Regions from separate parts of the Mus musculus genome. Here region 1 is linked to region 2. The links are chromatin contacts, called in public Micro-C maps. All regions are on one chromosome and are shown on one strand. Each heading gives the region's core, a stretch centred on a gene start, on an enhancer-like site or on the middle of the called end of the contact. The rest is flanking DNA. Distances are from core to core; before and after follow the strand shown.

Region 1 (4,694 bases), core at 1,334-3,833, 260 kb before region 2:
CACAGAGGACCTGGATTTAGCTCCCAACACCTACTTGTTGACTCTCAACTCTCTGTAACTCCAGGTTCAGGCCCTTTGAGGCCTTATTCTTGCCTCCTAAGGCACTGCATGCACACAGTGCAGTTACACACATGCAGGCAAAACACAGAATAAAACTAATACATTTTTTTTAAAAGAAGAGACTCCATCAACATCACGGTGGGGGAAGCATGGCAGCAGGCAGGCCTGGTGACTGGATCTGAGAGCTGAGACCAGAGAGTTCACACCTCAAGCTACAACCTGGAGGCAGAGAAAGCATAGTGGGGGTCGCCAGAGGCTTTGACCGCTCAGAGCCCACCTCCACATTTCATTCAAACTACCACAATAAGTAATCTAGAGATGATTCGAAGTGTATGGGAGGATATGGCAGGTCTTAGAACCACTTTGAACCATTTTCTAAAAGGGATTTGAGAGCCTCTTGTAGAGTTTAGGATTCATGGGGGATCCTGGAACAAGGAAGGAAGAGTTGTACTGCTTTCATGTTATTGTTATCTGGGAAACAACTTAGTAGGCACCTACTGTGGGCCTAGCTATGGTAAAACAATTCCTAGCTCCGACTCTGGCTTTTACCTACAGCTATCGTCATTAAAGTACAGCCAAGAAAGTAATGGTCCCACAAGGAAGGTGCTAAATCTTACCGAGTTCTTTTGAGGATGTAGAACTGTGTGACTCTTTCTGGGAGACTAGAACAATTGTCTGTTCTGCCAGAGACTAGCTGAATAAAGCAATGAGATTACGGATTCACAAGGGTGTGGCTGACAGTTTACTTGGAGCAGGAAGGATGACTCAAAGGCAGCTGTACCTCCAAAATGCCCACCCCCTGCGTGAGTGACAGCTCACAACCTGTAGGTAGTCCCACAGTAGGCTCTTCTCCCAAGCAATTGTTACCGCTTATACAACTTTGGGTGTGGGTGGGTGTGTTGGGGGTGGATGTTTCAGTAGCTTTCTAAGACTTGTAAATTGTGTTTGCTTCCTGAGTCTTATAAATTTCCTTTCTCCCCGCTCCAGGAGGGACTGATTCACTCCAGAGGAAACCACTACTCAACAACAGACTGAAAATGTACAAAGCTGGAGTAGGCAACAGTATGCTTGTTAGCTCCATAGCAACCAGAGAACCCCTTGTCAGTTCACAAAGGTCTCTGCTACAAAAGAATAAACCAGGGGCTGGAGAGATGGCTCAGCTGTTAAGTGCACTGACTGCTCTTCCAGAGGTCCTGAGTTCAAATCCTAGCAACTGCATGGTGGCTCACAACCACCTGTAATGAGATCTGATGCTCTCTTCTGGTGTGTCTGAAGACAGCTACAGTGTACTTATGTATAATTAATAAATCTTAAAAAAACAAAAATATAAGAGTGAACCAGCATGTGAGGTTCACAAGGACGGGACACTGGGTCTGAAGTCATTTCTCCTCGCTGACATTCACAGCATCTTTTCCATTGAGCCGCTGAATGTACTGCCAGAAAAAGTCCCGTCCCCCCCCAATGATGATAAGGATGCAAAAATCGAAACCAAACCAAACCAAAAACCCTGCGCACATTACCCCTGGCAAGGGCAAGCTGCCTTAAATTGCTTAGATTTTGATGCTAGCTCACAGCAGTTTTCACCAAGCAGGTTAACAGAAGAGAGGATACAGTTTCCATCAGAGGAGCAAGTGGGAATCCAAGGGAATGGTATAGGACAGCTCTACTGGACATTTCCCAGCTCCATCCCAACCACCACGTGGACGTTCCTGGGATGGCTCTAATGTCAGATTCTGTATCATTCAGTTTATCTTGATCTTTCTCTTCTCTCTCCCCACGTCCCCATCCTTAGTTTCTTTCTTCCTTCCTTCCTTTCTCTCTCTCTCTCTCTCTCTCTCTCTCTCTCTCTCTCTCTCTCTCTTTCTTTCTTTTTCGAGACAGGGTTTCTCTGTATAGCCCTGGCTGTCCTGGAACTCACTTTGTAGACCAGGCTGGCCTCGAACTCAGAAATCCACCTGCCTCTGCCTCCCGAGTGCTGGGATTAAAGGCATGCACCACCCCCGGCCTTAGTTTCTTTCTTGACAGTCTCATATATTCTAGGCTATAAACTCATTACCAGGCAAGACTCCCGTGGCCCTCTGACCCCATCTCCTGCGTGATGGGATTATAGGGATGTGCCTGCCCTCAGCTCCTTAGTTATCATGAATTTTTACTTTAGAAAAAACAGTCAGAACCTGTGTGTAGCCGTGGGTGTCTGTAATCCCAGCACTTGGAAAACTGAGGAAAAAAAGATTGTTTGGAGGTCAAGGTCAGCCTGGGCTACAACCCTACTACACCCCGCCCCGTGTTCCAACCCTACAACAGCATAAAAGTAGGCATGGTGGCAATGCTTGAAATTCCAGAGGGGGAGGCAAAGTAATCAAAAGATCAAAGTCATTGTCAGTCAAGTAACTACTGAGAGGAAGGCGGGCCTGGGCTCGGGGAAAGTTGCTATGAAGCGGGTGGGGCTTAGAGGCGAGGAGGAAGGAGAAAGGATTCCTTCACTGCACTCAGATTCTAGCTCCACTCAGACAAACTTGTTTCCAGGCTGGAGTACTTCCTGTCCGGCTCCAGGCCCCACCCTATGGCCTCGGGCTCCATTTCCTCTTAAGTCACGCACCCGCTGGTTTTAGTTTTAGTGTTTTCCCCCTTTCAGAAATGTGTCTGATAGTTACAACTGTGTCCGTCCATCTGTTTCTTGGCAGAAAAACTTTGGGGGTCCCTTAGGCTTCTTCCCATTTACCCTATCTCTCAGTTCAAGCTGTTAGTGTTCCTGCTGTAATAAAATTCTGGGGTTGAGGTTGGGTGTGGTGATGTATGGCTTTAAACCCAGCACTCAGATCTCTGCGAGTTCAAGGCTAGTCTGGACTACACTGAGAGCTCCAGGACAGCCAGAGCTTTGTAGGGAGACCCTGTCTCAAAAAGCAAAGCAAAATAACACGTGTACACACGCACGCACACACACACACACACACACACACACACACAAAACCCTCAGGTGGAAAGACAGCTTAGCAGTTGTTCCTATAGAGGATCCGGGGTCAGTCAATTCCTAGCACACACATGGTGGCTCACTTCTACCTGTACTTCTAGTTCTAGGGGGATCTGACTCTCTCCACTGGCCACTAAGGGCAGCAGACATGTACGTGGTATATATATATATATATATATATATATATATATATATATATATATATATATATATATATGTAGAGAGAGAGAGAGAGAGAGAGAGAGAGAGAGAAAGAGAGAGAGTCAGACAGACAGACAGACAGTCATATCTAGAAAATAAAAGGGTCTGAAGAGATAGTTCAGCAGTTGAGAGCACTTGCTATTCTTGCAGAAGAACTGAATTCAGCTCCTAGCGACTACATTTAGCAGTTCTAAACTGCCCTTAACACCAGCTCCACGGGATTTCAACACCTTCTTCTGGCCTCTGAGGTCACCAGCACATCAATGGCATACATTCACACAGATGCAGGAAACAGACACATTTAAAAAAAAAAGAAAGAAAGAAAAAGAAAAAAAAAAAAGAAAAGCCAGGCGTGGTGGCGCACGCCTTTAATCCCAGCACTCGGGAGGCAGAGGCAGGCAGACTGAGTTTGAGGCCAGCCTGGTCTACAAAGTGAGTTCCAGGACAGCCAGGGCTATACAGAGAAACCCTGTCTCGAAAAACCAAAAGAATAAAATAAAAAAATAAAATAAAATAGGGGCTGGAGAGATGGCTCAGCGGTTAAGAGCACTGACTGCTTTTCCAGAGGTCCTGATTTCAATTCCCAGCAACCACATGGTGGCTCACAACCATCTGTAATGAGATCTGATACCCTCTTCTGGCGTGTTGGAAGACAGCTACAGTGTACTCATATGCATACAATAAATAAATCTTTTAAAAAATAATAAAGTAAAAATAAAATTCTTACCAGGTATAGTGGTGCATGCCACTGGAGAGGCAGAGGCAGAGGCAGAGGCAGAGGCAGAGGCAGAGGAGGGAGAGGCAGAGGCAGAGGCAGAGGCAGAGGCAGAGGCAGAGGCAGAGGAGGCAGGCAGAGGCAGAGGCAGAGGCAGAGGAGGCAGGCAGAGGCAGAGGCAGAGGCAGAGGCAGAGGCAGAGGAGGCAGGCAGAGGCAGAGGCAGAGGCAGAGGCAGAGGCAGAGGCAGAGGAGGCAAGCAGAGGCAGAGGCAGAGGCAGAGGCAGAGGCAGAGGAGGCAGGCAGAGGCAGAGGCAGAGGGCAGAGGCAGAGGCAGAGGCAGAGGCAGAGGGCAGAGGCAGAGGAGGCAGGCAGAGGCAGAGGCAGAGGCAGAGGAGGCAGGCAGAGGCAGAGGCAGAGGCAGAGGCAGAGGCAGAGGAGGCAGGCAGAGGCAGAGGCAGAGGCAGAGGCAGAGGCAGAGGCAGAGGAGGCAAGCAGAGGGCAGAGGCAGAGGCAGAGGCAGAGGCAGAGGAGGCAGGCAGAGGCAGAGGCAGAGGGCAGAGGCAGAGGCAGAGGAGGCAGGCAGAGGCAGAGGCAGAGGGCAGAGGCAGAGGCAGAGGGCAGAGGCAGAGGCAGAGGCAGAGGGCAGAGGGCAGAGGGCAGAGGCAGAGGCAGAGGGCAGAGGCAGAGGCAGAGGGCAGAGGCAGAGGGCAGAGGCAGAGGGCAGAGGCAGAGGGCAGAGGCAGAG
Region 2 (5,111 bases), core at 2,502-5,001:
TTACCAATAGTAAGGTAAGCTCACACTGGCTGAGGTTCTTAGGCTGCAGCTGTTGTCAGAGTTTCAACTTCTCAGGGATCCTCTTCTGCCTTCTTTTCTCTGCTGTGCTAGCACCCATTTCTAAGCTCACATGAGAGGAATGCTCTTAACTGCTGTCACAGCCACTCATGATGGAACTTGTTTTCCCATTTTATAAATTACTACTTCAGATATACTTACTGCGTTCACTGAAAGTATGCTTATGAAGAAAAGCTAATAAATACAAATATCATAATGATATCACAATGACAAGATCTGCCCTATAGAGTACAAGTTACAGGATGAAGGCAAGGGTCAAAAGTATAATGTGACCAAGCAGCCTGCACCCCATGGTGTTCATTCTTATAACGATTGAACGTGAGAGTCTGACTCTTACGTACTTCCTTTGTGTGGCTGTCCAGAGTAACAGAACCAACAAATTGATAACTGATACATGAACAGGAAAAGGGAAACATCATTGGAAATATAATAACATGAATAAGATTTCTGGTAGTTAAAAAATAAAAGCAACAATCACCATTTACAGAGCTAAAGGCAACTATTTTGTTCCTGGAATACCCAATCCTTCTACACACTCTAATAAAGCAGAAGGCGGTCAAGAGCAGAATGGCTCATCTAGACAAGCTAAGAAGCAAGACAGGCTTAACAAATCAAAACAGCTCAGTCTTTCTGCATCGAGTGACATTTGACATGGAGAAAACATAGGCACTTCACTATTAAGGAAACTAAAGATTGTGCTCTTTAAAAAGGGCAAGCCAAATGTGGTACAAACTTCAAGTCCCAGCACACAGGAAGCTGAAGCAAAAGGGTCATGAGTTCAAAGCCAGCCTGACTGGCTGGCCTCAAACTCACTATGTAGCCAAAGATGACCTTGAACTTCTGGTTCTCTTGTCTCCACGTTCTCAGTACTGAGGTTACAGGTAAGCACCTCCATGCCTGGTTTACATGTTACTGTGGACCAAACCCAGGGCTTCTTGCCTGCTGGGTAGAGACCAAGTGAGCCACATCTACAGCCCCTGAGCTCTTGTCATAAAAAAGAAAAGCAGATAAAAGTTCAGGCCAGGTGTGGTGGCACACATCTGCAATCTCAGTAGCAGAATGCTGAAGCAGGAAGATGTTAGAGGCCAGCCTCAGCTCCATAGCTCCAGGCAGCCTGGGCTACAGATTGACACCCTAATGAGACAAGAGGAAGGGAAGAGGGAGTAAGAAACAGGGAGGGGAGAGGAAAAGAGGGAGCCAAGCCGAGCTCAGCAGTGCCCTTCCTTCTGCCACACAGCTGCAGGACTTTACCTGCTGACAGTGCAGCAGGTAACACAGGCTTCTGGTGGGATTATAATTGCCAGGCAAGCTCAGCCCTGTCTTCATAGCCTTGAGGCTGCTGAGTAAATCAAGAATCATGGAACATGATTTTGATACTTAAAAAGCCAGGAAGAAGGTGGCTCAGCAACAAGGAAAGTGTCCAAGAAGCACATTTAGAATTCAATAACAGACTCTGGGGTACTGGCCTGTGGTTCTTTTTTTTTTTTCTTTTTTTTTAATTCTTTATACAGAATCTATTGAACTACTACTAATATGTGTATTTTTTTCAGAGAAGGTCACAGTGACATATACTTAAGCAATGAGAAGTGAAATAATAAATTTTAATAAGTTATTGTTTAAGATCCTACTGTAGGTACCAAGTTCTATGTGATGACCATAAACATTTTTAATCTTTAATCATAATTAGTACCCCCATTTTATTGGAGAAATTACCTTATAGACTTATTCAAAAGTTAAATCTGGGGAAGGGAGTACTATGTTCAAACTTAGGTCTGCACCTAAGTATAAACTTCACTCTAAAAGTAAATTGTTAAACATTTTACCCTTAAAAGAACTAAATTACAAACTTTAGGGAAAAAAAAAAAACAGTCACAAGAAAAAGATTTGGCCAAAGCTACAAACCATCTTAACAAGTGAGAAATAGGCTTTGGATTTCCTAATTTTGACCTAAGTACTTCCAGCACTAGCCCAGGCTGCATCTTTTAAGTGTAATTCCTCCATTTAACTATAATTGCATGGAGAGGGGAGGACAACACACCAAACTGCAAAGGACACAGCATGCCCTAAAGCACTGTTAAATTCCTTCAGTCTTGCCTCTGACATCATTTAGCACTACCAAATGAAAAAGTTAACTGCCCTAAGTCATGAGGTAATTACAACAAAATGTTTTGCTGGAGCCAAGGTTCACCTAAACTCTACATAGTAAACCCAATGTACACTTCATATCTTTTTTTACTGTTGTTCTGACGGAACAAAATGCACCCATTATAATGGGAAAAAACGTAAATCATTGTGTTCATACTGTTCCCAAGAAATGAAAGCCACATTTTTTTTTAGATGATCCACAGATCTTGTCTTTTACCTCTTGTGCTGACATCAATAAATGGGAGAAAAAACGAGGGGAGTGGGTAAAGGGTATAGCCAATATATAAATAATTCGGGGGTACCATCATTACACGTTTCTATTTATGAAGGAAGCCGACAGCCCCAAACGATTACTTTCCTCAAAGTAGCAAGCATTTCTTCCTAACACTTTCTGCTCACGATAAAGATATGAATAAAATAAGCATTCTCTTCAGGTACAATCTGGTAATCCTAGAGACCAGCCCTCTTCAGGGTGAATGAAGCATCTTTCCATTACCGGTCTACAATCGCAGTACAAGAGAATTGCAATGGCTAGAAAGGAAGGGCACAGATCAGTACTACCCTGTGGAGAGCTGTTGGCCACAGAAAGGCAGAAAGTCATCATCTGTACAGAAGCCAGGCAACTCAGAGGGTTTCCCGAGCTCTCATGAGAGAGAGCTAACTACAGCTTCCTCGTTCTCCAAGGAAAAAGATCTTGCTATCCTTATCGCTGGAGGGAAGGTTTTTCTATGCCACCGAACAGTCCGGAAAATTACACGCGGGAGTGTGCTGGAGGCGCCGGGTGTAGTAGTAGGTGCTTCTCCTCCCCCTGCCTCGTTCAAGTAGTAGTGAAGGGCGCTACCTCCATGTTATTAGTAAAGTACGCCCGTGGTACCTAGAGGCTTCGCTTCGCAGCGGAGCACCGGGTGGCGGCCGCTCTAAGAGCGGGTTCAAGGGTGGGAGAAGACTCTCGGCTCCACGATCTAGAGGGTGTGGAACCGGGTGCCGCCGTGCCCTGAAGGGCCGCCACTCCCGTGCCCGCCCTCCCCGCCTCTCCGAGAAGCGAGGCAGCCCGACCCCAGTACCTTCTTGACCGTGCGCGGCGCCTCGGTGACCGTGCCGTCGGGGCTGACCAAGGCCTCGCCGCCGTCGCGATGCCGCTGGTGCTGGTGATGAGGGTCGCTCCGCTTCATGGCGGACGCTTGAGGGACCTTCCCGGCCGCAGGGCTCAGAGCCGCGGTGGGCCCCGAGCCCGGGCCGGGGGCCGGGGGCCGCTCCGCCGCGGGAGCCGGAGCTGGAGCCTCTGGGTCCCCGCCACCCGCTGGGGGTACCATGGCGCCCACGGCCGCCGCGCTCAGTCCCAACTGGGGCTCCGCCTCGGAGGGGCTCAGATCCTTCAGCTCCACCTCAGGCACCTTGGCGGCTGCCGCTGCTGACACAACCTGCACCGACATCACCGCCTCCACTGCAACCGCCGACTCTGACTCTCGCACCAGCTCCCACTCGGCCCCGCCTCCCGCCTCCCTTCCCCTTCCCTCCCCCATACCCCCACTCCTCCCCTCCATCGCCTCCGCTCCCACCCCCTTCCTCCGCCCGCCCGCTCGCTCGCCGCCAGCCCGGCCTCTCGAGCCTCGCCCCACCCCTGTCTGACTCACGCGCGAGGCGCCACAGAACCTGTAGTGCGCTTGCTCCGGGTTGCACGCGACTAGAAGACCGTGGGACCTCAGCAACCAACTTGCACTGCGCTCGCCTCGCGGGGGGGTGGGTGGGGGATAGGCCGCAGAGTCCCCTGGGAGTTGTAGTCCTTTCGTCCCTCCTCCGGAAAGTAGTTTTTGATGGAGAGGGAACTCCCAGGACAGCGACTAACAGAAAAGTATAAAAACGGATGACGCGACGGAATAGATGAGGAGAATGTCTCCAGAGGGGTTGTGGTTTCCGGAAAGGAATGCCAGAAACCCCAGGGAAAGTGGGGGGCAAGAATGACTCGCTCCCCTGACGGCGTGAATTTCCTCCGGAGTGTGCGCATGTGTGCTATCACGTGGGCGGCCTTTAAAGGAAAAGCGGCAGGTCAGGTGAGATGAATTCCGGCTCCAGGCTAGAAGGCATGGGGTTTCTCCATTCCGTTCCGAGCCTTTCTTCAGTGGGTTGGTTTCTAGAAGAAAAGAAATAAGCCATTTCCTGCTGTCATGCTTTCTGGCGTACTCTTGAATTAAGTAACTAAAATCAAATCCCCAAAGAAAGAAATCTCGTCAGGGTATGGTGGAGTACGCAGTAATAATTTGAACATCTGAAGTGTATGCGTCACCAGTGATAATAGTTCGAGGCCAGCTGAGCTATGAAGCAAGGCCCTGTCTTTAAAAAAAAAAAAAAAAAAGTTAATTCTACCGCACACATGTAATTAAAGGACCAGAAAAGAACTGGGAATCTACCCTGGGCCCTCTAAATGAGCAACAAATTCAATTAACTTTTGACCAGATCACCAGCTGCCAGTTTTATTTTTAATAACAAAAATAAAATAAAATTGCGTACCATTTGGTCATAGTGGTAAGCCCAACACTCAGGAGACAGAGACCTGAGAATCAGAAATGTGTTGAGGTTAGCTTTGACTGCTTAGCCAAAGCCTGTCACAAAAAGAAGAAACTTACCTGAAAGTAATGTTCTACTGATGATAGAATTTTTTTTCTTTTAAGAAGAGTTCTCCAATAGTCTTTTAATGATAAAAGGAAATAAATGCTTATAATTTTAAAAATCAGACTAAAAGCCAGGCGGTGGTGGCATAAGCCTTTAATCCCAGCACTTGGGAGGCAGAGGCAGGCAGCCTGGTCTACAGAGCAATTTCCAGGACAGCCAGGACTACACAGAGATACCCTGGCGGGGAAGGGGAAGGGGCATATAACAACATCAAGATG

What was found. A called contact is a pair of places that touch in the nucleus more often than the background predicts.
Region 1: a contact with region 2 is called in a Micro-C map of embryonic stem cells, with 5 times the contacts expected there. The contact joins the enhancer-like site here to the promoter of Ahcyl2 in region 2. A contact is called at or near these places in 1 of 39 promoter capture datasets (cranial neural crest), 4 of 484 Hi-C or Micro-C datasets (B cells, bone marrow-derived macrophages and embryonic stem cells), 3 of 115 datasets of contacts at active chromatin or transcription factors (all in embryonic stem cells) and 1 of 9 other capture datasets (adipose tissue).

Annotation. Positions count from the first base shown.
Region 1 is chr6:30,024,785-30,029,478 of GRCm38.p6, reverse strand. No RefSeq gene overlaps it. Among named protein-coding and RNA genes, the nearest start is that of Nrf1, 21 kb to the left of the region's middle. Within about 2 kb of position 2,583, at least 59 of the 459 cell types and tissues checked have an H3K27ac peak or open chromatin away from gene starts, as enhancers often do. A contact at or near this core is called in adipose tissue, bone marrow-derived macrophages and embryonic stem cells, where this site is marked.
Region 2 is chr6:29,767,083-29,772,193 of GRCm38.p6, reverse strand. Ahcyl2 (S-adenosylhomocysteine hydrolase-like 2) reads right to left here and starts at 3,751. Exons shown (of 17, transcript NM_001171000.2): 1 at 3,288-3,751. The coding sequence starts at 3,656.